3 separate regions of the Gossypium hirsutum genome follow, and all the other regions are linked to region 1. A link is a contact called in public Hi-C data. All regions are on one chromosome and are shown on one strand. The core of a region is the stretch at or near the end of the contact, and the rest is flanking DNA. Distances in the headings are between cores, read along the strand shown. Region 1 holds the start of LOC107903760 (mitochondrial import inner membrane translocase subunit PAM16 like 2). Region 2 holds the start of LOC107896970 (protein CMSS1). Region 3 holds the start of LOC121208480 (importin beta-like SAD2).

What was found. Hi-C and Micro-C count contacts between places; a contact is called where the count stands out from the background.
Region 2: a Hi-C map of leaf shows a contact between it and region 1, with 2.5 times the contacts expected there. The contact joins the promoter of LOC107896970 here to the promoter of LOC107903760 in region 1. A contact is called at or near these places in 9 of 34 Hi-C or Micro-C datasets (anther, callus, hypocotyl and 2 more).
Region 3: a Hi-C map of leaf shows a contact between it and region 1, with 2.8 times the contacts expected there. The contact joins the promoter of LOC121208480 here to the promoter of LOC107903760 in region 1. A contact is called at or near these places in 3 of 34 Hi-C or Micro-C datasets (hypocotyl and leaf).

What each region holds. Positions count from the first base shown.
Region 1 is chrA10:77,104,195-77,107,909 of Gossypium_hirsutum_v2.1, reverse strand. It overlaps LOC107903760 (mitochondrial import inner membrane translocase subunit PAM16 like 2), which reads left to right and starts at 1,930. Exons shown (of 4, transcript XM_016829908.2): 1 at 1,930-2,165. The coding sequence starts at 2,163.
Region 2 is chrA10:77,639,045-77,643,317 of Gossypium_hirsutum_v2.1, reverse strand. It overlaps LOC107896970 (protein CMSS1), which reads left to right and starts at 1,565. Exons shown (of 6, transcript XM_016822291.2): 1 at 1,565-1,994; 2 at 2,086-2,281; 3 at 2,612-2,684; 4 at 4,122-4,171. The coding sequence starts at 1,712.
Region 3 is chrA10:77,977,616-77,981,599 of Gossypium_hirsutum_v2.1, reverse strand. LOC121208480 (importin beta-like SAD2) reads left to right here and starts at 1,742. Exons shown (of 22, transcript XM_041079212.1): 1 at 1,742-2,044; 2 at 2,138-2,273; 3 at 2,381-2,468; 4 at 2,587-2,736; 5 at 3,032-3,194; 6 at 3,741-3,925. The coding sequence starts at 1,955.

The DNA of each region.
Region 1 (3,715 bases), core at 681-3,180:
GGGAATAAATACATAATTGAGGTTTTGCCCCACTAGATTTTTCGAATAAGGTTTTTAATGAGGCAATATGTTATGCGTGTTATAAATATATATTTTCTTTTTCCTTCACTAAGAATTTTTTTCACAAGGTTTTTATCTTAATAAGATTTTAATGTGACATATTATCTTTTGATAGACATCCAATGGAGAGTGTCATAAATATTTTATTATTATAAAGTGGATATCCATTAAAATAAGAAATTTAATATACTTTAGGACTCCGATGTCCATTAGGAGTAAAATTTTATTTCATTTATATTTCTTATGCCTATAAATATAAAATTTGGAGAAGCACTATAAATATTCATAATGATAAATAAAATACTTATTTCTCTCATAATCTCCTCCAATTCCTTGTTTCTTTACTTTCTTGGGTAAAATACAAAAATGGTGTCTAAACTATTGACTTTGTTCTCTTTTGGTCACTTAACTATTAATTTTTTCGATTTCATCACTAAACTTTTTGAAATTAAATATCTTAGTCACTCTCCCGCTAGTTGTCATTAGATGATTGACGAAAAAATGGCGTGATTTTTTTTATTGGTTTAATAATAAATTTAACCCTTTAATATTTACACATTCTATTAATTTGATCCTAAATATTAAAAAAATCAACAAATTTAACCTCTAATGTTTACAAAATTTATCTTTTAAGTTCAATTTTTAGAAAAGCAAATTACTAAACTAATTTCATAAAAAACTTTGATATATAAAAATATTATTTTATTTAATATAATAATTAAAAACTCGTTACCAAATCACTATATAATTACATTTTCCCCTAAATTTTTATTTAAAACATTTTAAAATTAAATTATAAACTTCAATTTTGACATTTTATTTTTAATTTTGTTAAATTTATTAATCACAATTACATCTTCATTTCAAAATTTGGTATACTTTTTAACTCAGTTAAGAGTAAACATAAATCATACTTTTATACATCATAATTTTTTTTTCATCAAATACTAAATTAATTCCTTGGATGCAGGCCATAGCTACAATCTCAGTTTGTTTGAAAAGACGGCAGTGGAAATCAAAACGTCTCTTACGGGCCGAGTAAATCCGTGGAGACTTTGCACAGTTACGCAGGCTGTAAATTGTAATCTTTTCTACTGGTTACACTTTACAGTCAAATGGGCAACTTCTTTGTGTTGCAAGGTGAAAGAATGCATACTCGAGCCGACATTACTTTCCATCTTCGACACTCTCAGCTTGACCTTTTGGGTGCTAACCTATGACAGAATTATTAGTTAATCCTTACATTTATTAGTACTTTAACATATATTAGTTAAGTTTGAGAAAGCTATGGAATGCATGCATGCTTTCTGACATGGGAAGTGAGCTACGGAGTAATATTCGTACCTTGTGGTGAAGACAGCTACACAATAACAATCCAGAAGAGCAAGAAGGTGGGTTGTTCAGAGTAAAAATGCTAAATTTATTGATCTTTTTTAAAATATTGTTGAATAAATTTGTTGATTTTTTTATATATATATATTTAACATCCAATTGATAAAATTATTGGAAAATATGTGATGCTTAAATTTTTATAGTGTTAAATTTATTATTAAACTAATAAAATAACCCACATCAACTCCCCCATCACTTATCTAACTACGATTAAGGGTGAGTGAGTAAAATATTTAATTTCAAAAAATTTAATGACTAAATTAATAATAAAATAATTAAAATAGAAGAAAATCAATAGTTTAATAATTATTTTTGTACTTTACCCTTCTTTCTAAAACATTTTGAATTTGTTTAGCAGAATTTCGTTGTTGGATTCTAAATCCAAAAGATTTGGGCTTTATCACTCATCGATTAATGCAATTTAGCCCAAAAACAATTTGGGTTTCTTACATAAATAATCATTAAAAAAAAAAGAGGAAAGAATCTAACAATTCCAGGCTCCGTAAAAGGTATGGAAGTCGCATAAACTTTCATTAAAAAAAAAAGACCCCCGAAAAAGACTGCTTCGCTTTCTCGAATTTTCCTTCTCCGTTTATCCCTTTTTTCTAAATTTTCTTCCGACAGAAATCAATTTTGTTTTCCCCTTTTTCTTCGGGGTAAAAAGAACCTTTCTCATATAAATCATTGATTAGCTCGAATTTCGATCCATTATGGTACGTTTCTCTATTACCCTTCTCTAATATTTGATCTAATGAATCAGTTGTATGATTTTTCTTCTCTTTTTGTATTTCATTTCGATGAATTATTGTTAAATACAGACAATTATAATGGAACAGAATGTTAAAAATGCTCTTTCTGAATGTTTGTTTGGATGTTTTTAGTTTGCTTGTAAACTTTTAGGTAATTGAGATTCATGATTCATCAATAACTTGGTTAGTAATTTCCTGATAATCTGCTACAGAAGTTATGGATGTTATTGTCTTGGACATAATCTTGTTTCAAGTTAAAATGATCTGGTTCAACTTTTTGCTCTTTTTTAGTATCAGTATGAATTTCGGTTTTTGATTTTGGAAGCGAGTGATATAATTCGAAAGAGTAGGCCAGTTTACAGTGTGTAGTCGAGCTCAAATCATTCAAAACTCGAGCTGAAATGCAAGGCTTGAAGCTCAACTTGAGTTTGATTGAATTTTGCTTTTATAACTGAAGCAATTTGAGATAATAGTCGAACTGGATGAGCTTACTCAATTAAAGTAAAATATAAACTCAGTTTCTATACTCAAGTTTGGATTTGAATTGAAACATTTAATAGTAATTAAAAAGAAAAGGCTCGATTAAGCTCTTAAACTACTTGAGTCAAATACTCAAATTCAGCTCTTTCACTAGCTCGAGATTTGGTCAAGCTGAAATCAAGTTTTTTCAAGCTGAGGCCAAATAGCTTTTGTAATACGAGTGTTTCTTTTGCTCTCTTAGATCTACTAAGGTTGGAGCTTAGTTTTTAGTGCTCTTAAAACCCCAAACTTGAGTGATTTTGCTTGTTGTGTATGTCAATTCTTGCTTCAGTGTCTCTATCTATCTTTCCTTTCTTAATTTTGATGTTATAGGGTGTAACTGTTTTTGTTTGCTATAGTTTGTCATAGGCATCAGCTTCCTTAGTTTTGGACTCTATATTCATTTTATTTTTAAGAATCCAAATGGATCTCAATTCCCAATTGAATCTAGTTACATTAGGTTTTAAATAGGTTTAATGCTTAGTTTTCCCAAACCACCAAATCCGGCATTAAAGTGAGTTGTTGTTAGAATGATTGGGGTAGCATCATTATTCTATCAAGCCATACAACTTCATTGCTAGTTATAGCAGTGATATTTCTTCAATTATAGGTGATGCAAGTCACGAATGTGTTCAACCTGAAAGTGATCGAAGGACAAAATAGAGGTAACAATATCTTACATTGAGCCACAGACATGCAACTTTCAATTGAAAGAATCAGTTCCAGATAAAATTAAATTCTAAACAAGGTTTTAGGAAGTTTGCAGTAAGCTTTATTGAGCTGTTTTGTGGTTCTTTCTCTGTGTTCTGGTTCTATTTAAGTGTTGTCTGGTGTCTTGATTTTAAGAATTCTGGGATTTGAAATACTGTCTTCTTGCTTGATAAAACTATTCAGGGAAGAGTGAATGTTGCAATGGGTGAGTGTAAAATAGTTAAACTTTACATTTTCTTTTTAGGCTTTTTTCCTTTGTATTATCATTCTTCTTTGCTTATCTG
Region 2 (4,273 bases), core at 316-2,815, 540 kb before region 1:
ATGGTGGCGGTGCTCTTGCGAAAGAAGATGATGGTTTCATTTTTTTATCCACTAACTTTAACTTATATACTTAAATTAAGTTATAACTAATCTTAATTGTTTAGTTTAATCATAGTTTAATATATTTCAACTACTATTAGTTTAAACTTAATGGTAATTATCATCATCATCCACTATCTCAAGATTAATAATGGTTAAATAACCACTTTAGCCTTTTGGATAATTATTATCTAGATCTCCAAGCCTTTTCTTAATTAAACTCAATAGCGGTTGGACTTTTATAATTTAGTCCTTGAGCTTTAATTAACTACATTTTCGGCTAAATTACTTAACTGAACTTTAATATAATTATATTTTAACTTCGTAAAATTCCTATTTTATATTTATGAACTCGGTTTATAGAAATGGGGTTTTGAAGTTGCATTTTTCGACACCATTGGAATTCGGATCGTTACATAAAGTATCAATTTCCTTTATTTTTGGTCCATTTTGTAACGGACATTGAAAAAGTTGTTAGACAACCAGGGGCAAAGCTAGAAATTTTTTTAAAATGGTTAAAATTAAATTGTATATTTTTACGATAATAAAAATACAATTTCACTATTTTAATATCTATATCATTATAATTTTTAAAGGATCAAATTAAATTTTTATTATTTTAGGGGGCCAAAGTGTAATTTTACCTCTACTAATTTAAAATTTAAAAACTTTAAAGGAGTCTAAATAAAAAAATTTTTCATTTTAGGGGGTAGGGCCCCTGCTAGCCCCTTGGCTACGCCCTTACATGCAACTTTGGCCAATGAAAAAGCGTCACGCGACATGTTTTAACCCAATAAAAAATACCACGCGACAATTAAGTTATTTAAAATAAAAAGATTAAATTTAAATTTAAAATTTAAAAAATTATAATATTAAATATTTAAATATAAAAAAACACTTTTGACATTGATCATTTGTTGACTGAGTGTTGACTGACCACATGGTGCTATTAAAACACACCACATATCCTTTTTAAATATTTTTTAGTATTATATATTATAGTGATTAAATATGTAAAAATTATGTAATTTTTTTAAAAAAAGTTTAAATATTTTGTATGAAATTCTAAGTATAAAATTATAAATTTTAAAAAGTCAAAATAATATATAAAAATTGAAAAAAATTATAAAAAATTAAAAGGTATTTAAATTTCAAGTAATTAAAAAAATTGAAATTGAAATATCTTTTTAATTTGATGATTATATATTTTAAAATTTTATAAAAAAAATTATTTGTTTTTTTCTATGCATTTTTATGAATTTTTATATATTTATTTCTATTTTTATATATTTTAATATGTATATATTTTTAATAAAAATATTTATTTTTTATATAAAGAAGTCACGTTACATTTTATGATTGGTTATAAGAATATTTTTTTAACATATTTTAGATATAAATTAAAAAATTAGTATATTTTTAATGCTAAATTAGGAAAAAAAGTATTTTAAATACCAAAATGGAAAAGGAGTATACTTTAAAAGTGAAATAGTAAATTAAGACTAATTGCAACTGAAAACAATTTTGTCCAAGGCAGATCAGCAGCTTCACTGAACGAGTCTAAATAGTGTTGGCCAGTTTACGTTTAAAAACCTAGCTTAAGCTATAAGCATTAGTGAGTGAAGAAAAGCCGCAGTTTGGTCAGGAAAAAAGAAAAAAGCGCAGTAAAGCAATGGGGAGTGGGAAACCGGAGAAAACTCAGAAACCTGGCCGAACCCCTAAACCCTTCGGCCCTAACAATCCCAAATCCCAATCCAAGTTCAAGAAGAAGACAAACACCAAGAACACAGCCAACCGCCAAATCAAAACCAAAACTACCTCTGTTACTGGCAACAACAAGAACAACCAACCGTCGCAGCCGGCATCTCCGTCGCAGCAGCTTCGTTATTTTCTTAGCCAGTTTGAGTCCGCCAATGGTGTCCAACTCTCTTCTCTCGAATTGGAATCAATTAAAGGTAATATTGAAGTTATTAATCGGAGATTATTAAAAACTTGAAAAGGGGGTTTGAATTTCTTCTTCTTCTTTGTTCTTACAATATTGTGTAGATAGTTGTTTTTTGGATGTCTCTCAAGAGTTGGGTCAAGATGTAATGAAGCTAGAAAAACATATAAAGGAAGCTTTTGGTGCCAAATGGAAAGAAGAGCTTTGTGAAGGGAAGCACATTGAAGGGAAAATTGAAGCAGGAAGTCCTGCTGTTCTTGTTGTTGCTCCTTCAGCTTTACGATCTATTGAACTTTTAAGGTTCGTTAGCCTCGGTTTCCTTGTTACATAATTTTCATTCGTTTATGAAAATGAAAAAAAGAAAAGGTAAAATCATAGTTATGTTTGATATAGATATTGATGAATATTTATTTGGAGTGGAGGGTTGGAGAGAAAAGAATAATAGTTTTTTTCATTTAGATAGCAAAGTGGGGAGAAGTGAAAAGAAGAGTAAATTAACCAGAACTTAGGAGTTTTTTGATTCCCCTGTTGTAGGACAGTAGGAGTGCATGTTTGTGAAAATATTTTAAATTTTGATTTATTTTTTATTCTGGCTAAAAAGGGACTGAAAATTTTGTTCTGTTCCTCTAGGGGCATGCGCACATTGACTAAAGAATGCCATGCTGTAAAGCTGTTTTCAAAGCACATGAAGATTGATGAACAGGTAGTTTATTATTGCTCTAAGCCACTAATTTTGAATGCTACATGCTAATTGTTATTTACTATTACTCTTTATGAGTTGGAATCCATGGTGTTGAGAGGTTTGTACTTTTTGTGATGGTGCTACTTAAATGTTCGTTCTTTTGACAATTGATGGGCTGGATAGTTATTTATAGAAGAGTAACTTCAACAAATACATTATATATAACTTGATTTAGAGACTAGAGTTGTTCTATCAGATAGATTACTTCAGAAAGGTTTGATTTAAGGTTGATTTTCAAACTAAAATAGAGTTGAAATTAGAGGAAAAAATAATTTACATGCATATGCCTAGAACATGAGATTCAAGATTTAAACACCTAAACTTTACTTAAAAACGTTCAAAAAGCTTGAAGACATAAGAAGCTTTTAATTAATCTTCATTGCATATACTTCGCACTTTTGGCTGAAGTTCCTGTTTTGACATGATATTATACGGATATGGGAGTAATATTCACGCGTAACTGTGTCCTGATAATATGGCCTAGCTCTCAACAATAGCATTGGTTATATGGTTGCAGTCGTCTACTGTTCTCAAGTATCAAAGGCAATTACCAAGAGCCAGTAGGATTTCAATGTTGGGCAATTGATTGTTAGAGGGTGTAGCTTAATATCAATCTGCAGTTTTTATCCCAACTTTCTTTGATTTTTTGAAGTTTTTATGTTTAGTTAGTAAAATCTGTCTTAGCCTGTTATTTGACTACTTGATTTTGGAGTCTGTGTGTTTGGAGTGTGTGTGATGATGTGGGGTGGGAAGGGCCCTTCACTATTTTAGTAGTAATAGTAGTTTTGTTTGTGGGTTAATTCCAATAATAAACACAAAGGATCCTGAAATTGTTTTTTGATGAAAGGTCCCTCTATTGGGGTGATAAAGTTTTCACGTACACATCTCTAGCTTTGCTGCATAGAAGTAGTGTTCTGGGTTTATCATCAATGTTCTGGTCTTCAAAAGGAATCAGTTCTTAAGTAAACCATTTGAGATTTTGCTTTCACAAATGTGCCAGTTGGTGTCAAAAAGTGATCAAAGACGCAATTTTTGTAATTTATTATTCTGTATCTGAGACTTGGATGTACCATGTAATCTATTGTCATTCTCTCTTTCTCCTCTTCCCCCCCCCCCTCTTCTTTTCTAGAATACAGTATTTCCAAAAATATATTATTAGACAGTCAAGCTTTACAGTTAAGCTTTATGGAATCCAATTCAGACAGTTTGGTAGATGTTAAATACATTGTTACCCATGATATACTTTGTAAATTGCTGTGGCATAGCTTGTCAGTGACTCAATGAATTGATATATCTTTATTATCATGTCTCTGGTTAGTTGATATGCATGCTATGAAGTTCCTATTTATTAGTTAATTCTTGGTTGTGCTTATTTTGCTTCATTTTTGGTTGTTGCAGGTATCTTTATTGATGAACAGAGTTAACATTGCTAGTGGCACTCCAAGTAGGTTAGTCATCAAACCTTGCAATCAAATGAACTAGTAGTTATCATTTAAAAAGAATTCTAGTAGTTTATCAAAGACAACTTTGAAAGCCATCTTGATGAAAGT
Region 3 (3,984 bases), core at 493-2,992, 870 kb before region 1:
ATAAATTTTTTTATAAATTTAACTCTCAAAATTTATAAAATTTATCAATTTAGTTCTAATTAAAAAAATTTTAAATGATAAATTTTAATTACTATAAATTTAATTCTAACTCTAAAAAAATTGTCATTTAAAAATTTCATTTCACAAATTTAGATGAAAAAAATTGATGCTGGTGCTTGACGTTGCACATAGAAACATATCCTTGATATTGCTTATAACCAGAACATTTATCCTTCCTAAAAAAAAAACCAGAACATTTATATTTTTAGGATTTATATTTGATAAATTGACAATTTATAAATATATATTATCAATTAATTAGATGATGGAAAATTATAGAGAGATTAAATAAAATAAATCTAGATGATTTAATTTTTTGTGATGTGTCGATTAAATAAATAAAAATATAAGAAAAGAAAAGATGCGATCATTATTGGTTTGTTTATCCAATTTTGGTGTGAAAACAAAATCCTACATTGAAAATATGTGAATTTAATAAATGGTTAATCTTGGTTGATGGTAATTTGAAGGTTGTATTTATTGAAAAATATTGTAAGTTTTGATGGTTAAGTTTATTGAATTTTTAGAATTTGAATTAAATTGATAATTTTTGTAAACATTGAGGGTAAATTTATTGAATATTTTATATTTAAGATCATAAAATGTGAAAATATTAGAGAGTTAAATTTGTTATTAAACTAATAAAAAAGGACGACATCAACTTTCCGTCACTTATCTAGCGACTAACTGGAAAGTGAATGAAATATTTGATTAAAAAACAGTGATAAAATTAAAAAATTAATAGTTCAGTGACCAAAATAGAATAAAGGCAATAGTTTAGTGATATTTTGGTAGTATACCCAATATATATTAACTATTAAGGGCCAGTTTAACAATACTTTTGAAAAGTGCTGTGAAAAAGTACTTTTGAAAAGCGATTTTGAAAAATTTAGTTTAAAATTTGATTGTTTAACATTGCTTACAAAAAATATTTTTGAGAAATAAAATATCCATTTTATGCATGTTATCAAGTAACAAATATGCATTTAAATAATATTTAAAGTAGTTTATGTTATTATATTTTAGTAAGAATATAAAAAATTATTATAATTTATTATTAATAATTTAATATATGAAATATAAAATTCAAATATTTTTAAACAATAAATGTTAATTATTTATAAAATTTAATTAAAATATATAAACTATATTTTAAATATTTAAATATAACCATTAAATATTTATAATTAATATTTTAAAAAATATTTTTATTTTTAATTAATAATTTTAACATATTTATAATTAAACATTAAAAAAAAGAAAAAAATATTATATTATTAAAAAGGTGAAAAAATGATTAAACACAAAAAATATTTTTAAAAGATAAAAAACTACAAATTTTAACTTATCTTTTTAAAAACACTCCTGGAAAACTAAAAATTTCATCTACATAATTTTATTCCAAAAATAAATACTTTTGAAGATAAAAGTATATTTTTAAAGCATTATTAAACAAGCGTAAGCCATTAACGAATAAATAATCATTTTCTTACAAGAAAACTGAACACAGTCGCCGAGAAATACACGTGCGGGCGCTTTCTCCCTTGCTGCTGACTCTGGTCTCGGGAGCTAAACGTCAAAACGACATCGTTAGAAAGTTGACTGCTTGTAAAAGTAAAACCAAGTAAAGTGTTGCTTTTTTAAGTTAAAAACACAAAACCGTAAACCCTAATTATTTAAATAGCCCCCCCTCTCTTTCTCTCTTTCTCTCAACCTCTAGCTGTCTCCCTCCGCATACTGCCATCTCTTTCTTCTTCTTCTTATTATTTTATTCTTTTTTCAATTTCCTTCTCTTTCTCTCAAGTCTAAACCCTAGTCTCTCATCTCATTGTACTGAATTTGAGCAGCTAGGGTTTAGAATTGTTTTCCTTTTTAAAATTTTTTGATTAAAAAAATGGATCTTCCAAGTCTTACTCTTGTTCTTCAAGCTGCTCTTAGTTCCAATCCTGCTGAACGCAAAGCTGCTGAACAAAGTCTTAATCAGGTTTCTTTTTTTAATTGTTATTAATTGATTTTGATAATTTGTTTTTAGATCAAATGATTGATTTATTGGATTTTGGATTTTGTTTGGTTTCAGTTCCAGTATACGCCTCAGCATCTGGTGAGACTATTGCAGATCATTGTTGATAATAATCGCGATATCGCGGTTCGACAATTTGCTTCTATTCATTTTAAGAACTTCATTGCTAAGAATTGGGCTCCTCATGATCCAAGTATTCAAAATTTCAATCACTTTTTTCTTTGTATATTTTTTTTCTGATGTTTATGTTTATATCTATGAATATGAACGTATATATATTTTTATTTTTAATAAATGTAGATGAGCAACAAAAAATTTCTCCAAGTGATAAGGATGTGGTTCGCGATAATATTCTTGTGTATGTGGCTGAAGTTCCTCCTTTGTTGAGGTAAAATTCTTTGCTGGCCCCTTTTTTTATTGTTCTTTGAATTGTTTACTGTTTCATTGGTAGTGCGTGCAGATTACTTGCGTAAGTTGTAAGATTCATCATATTGGCTTTGTTGCAGGGTGCAATTGGGTGAGTGTCTCAAGACCATTATCAATGCTGACTATCCGGAGCATTGGCTGCGTCTTCTCGACTGGGTAAAGCATAACCTACAAGATCAGCTGGTTTATGGGGCTTTGTTTGTGTTGCGGATTCTTGCTAGGAAATATGAGTAAGCATGCACCATACTTTTCTCTTTTTGTCTGCATGGTTTCTTTGTTGTCGTTTTCATATCTTAATTTTCTTAATGCAAGTTGCTCACTCAAGGTGATTGAAGTATTTGTTTAATTCAACTAGCACTTTTCCATGGCGTTAATGCTTGGGTGCAATATATGCTAGAAGGCAGCTTTCTCTATTTAAAAGTGTTATAATGTTTTAATACAAATAACAACTAATTGTTTCTCTTAATTTGGTGATTGAATTTTTTTTTTGTAATACTAATTTCATCATTTTCTTTATTATTCTAGGTTCAAGTCGGAGGAGGAGAGAACTCCTGTTCAACACATTGTTGAAGAAACATTTCCTCATCTTCTCAATATATTTAATAAACTTGTGCAGATTGACAAACCATCAGTGGAAGTAGCAGATCTAATCAAGCTTGTTTGCAAAATTTTCTGGTCATCAATCTATGTAAGTTTTTAATTTACTGGTTTTATAGTGCATCTTTTTTGTATTTATCACTTGATCTGTTAATGGGGTGCTAAAGGGGAGCTTTTGACATGTATTTTACTTCTTTTTTATATTCATTCCTGTTTTCCATATTCTGTTTGTATTTTTACTTCCAACTTTTTGGCATAATTATGTAATGAAAATTTTCTTATTTGAGATTGTACCTATTATGGTTTGTAATGTTTTGATACGGATTTGTTGATCTTATATGGTGCTATTATTATGAACTCTTGATATCTGCTTATGTTATCACCAATAAAATAATAGGCAGTCTTTACTTTCTTTTTAGTTCTGATGTGCAAAGTTTCTTAATCTATTACTAGCATGCTAATTAATCCAATGTAGAAAAGAATTTTTTGCTGATTTTTGGAGCTGCAGGAAAAATCACATGCCAAATATTTTGAGCAAACTTGTATTATATTTCTACTACAGCTTGTTTCCTGTGACTTGTTTTTATGAGAGGTGTATGATTCATATGCCATCTTTGGGCTATTGTCTAATTTTCAGTTGGAGATTCCAAAGCAGTTACTTGATCCAAATGTGTTCAATGCTTGGATGATGCTTTTCTTAAATGTTCTGGAGAGGCCTGTACCTCAGGAAGGCCAGCCTTTAGATCCTGAGCTCAGGAAATCATGGGGGTGGTGGAAGGTGAAGAAATGGACCGTACATATTTTAAATAGGTTATTCACTCGGTATGTTTTTAAAATTGCAACATGTTTTGAAGTAATTTATGATAGGGCTCATGTTATTA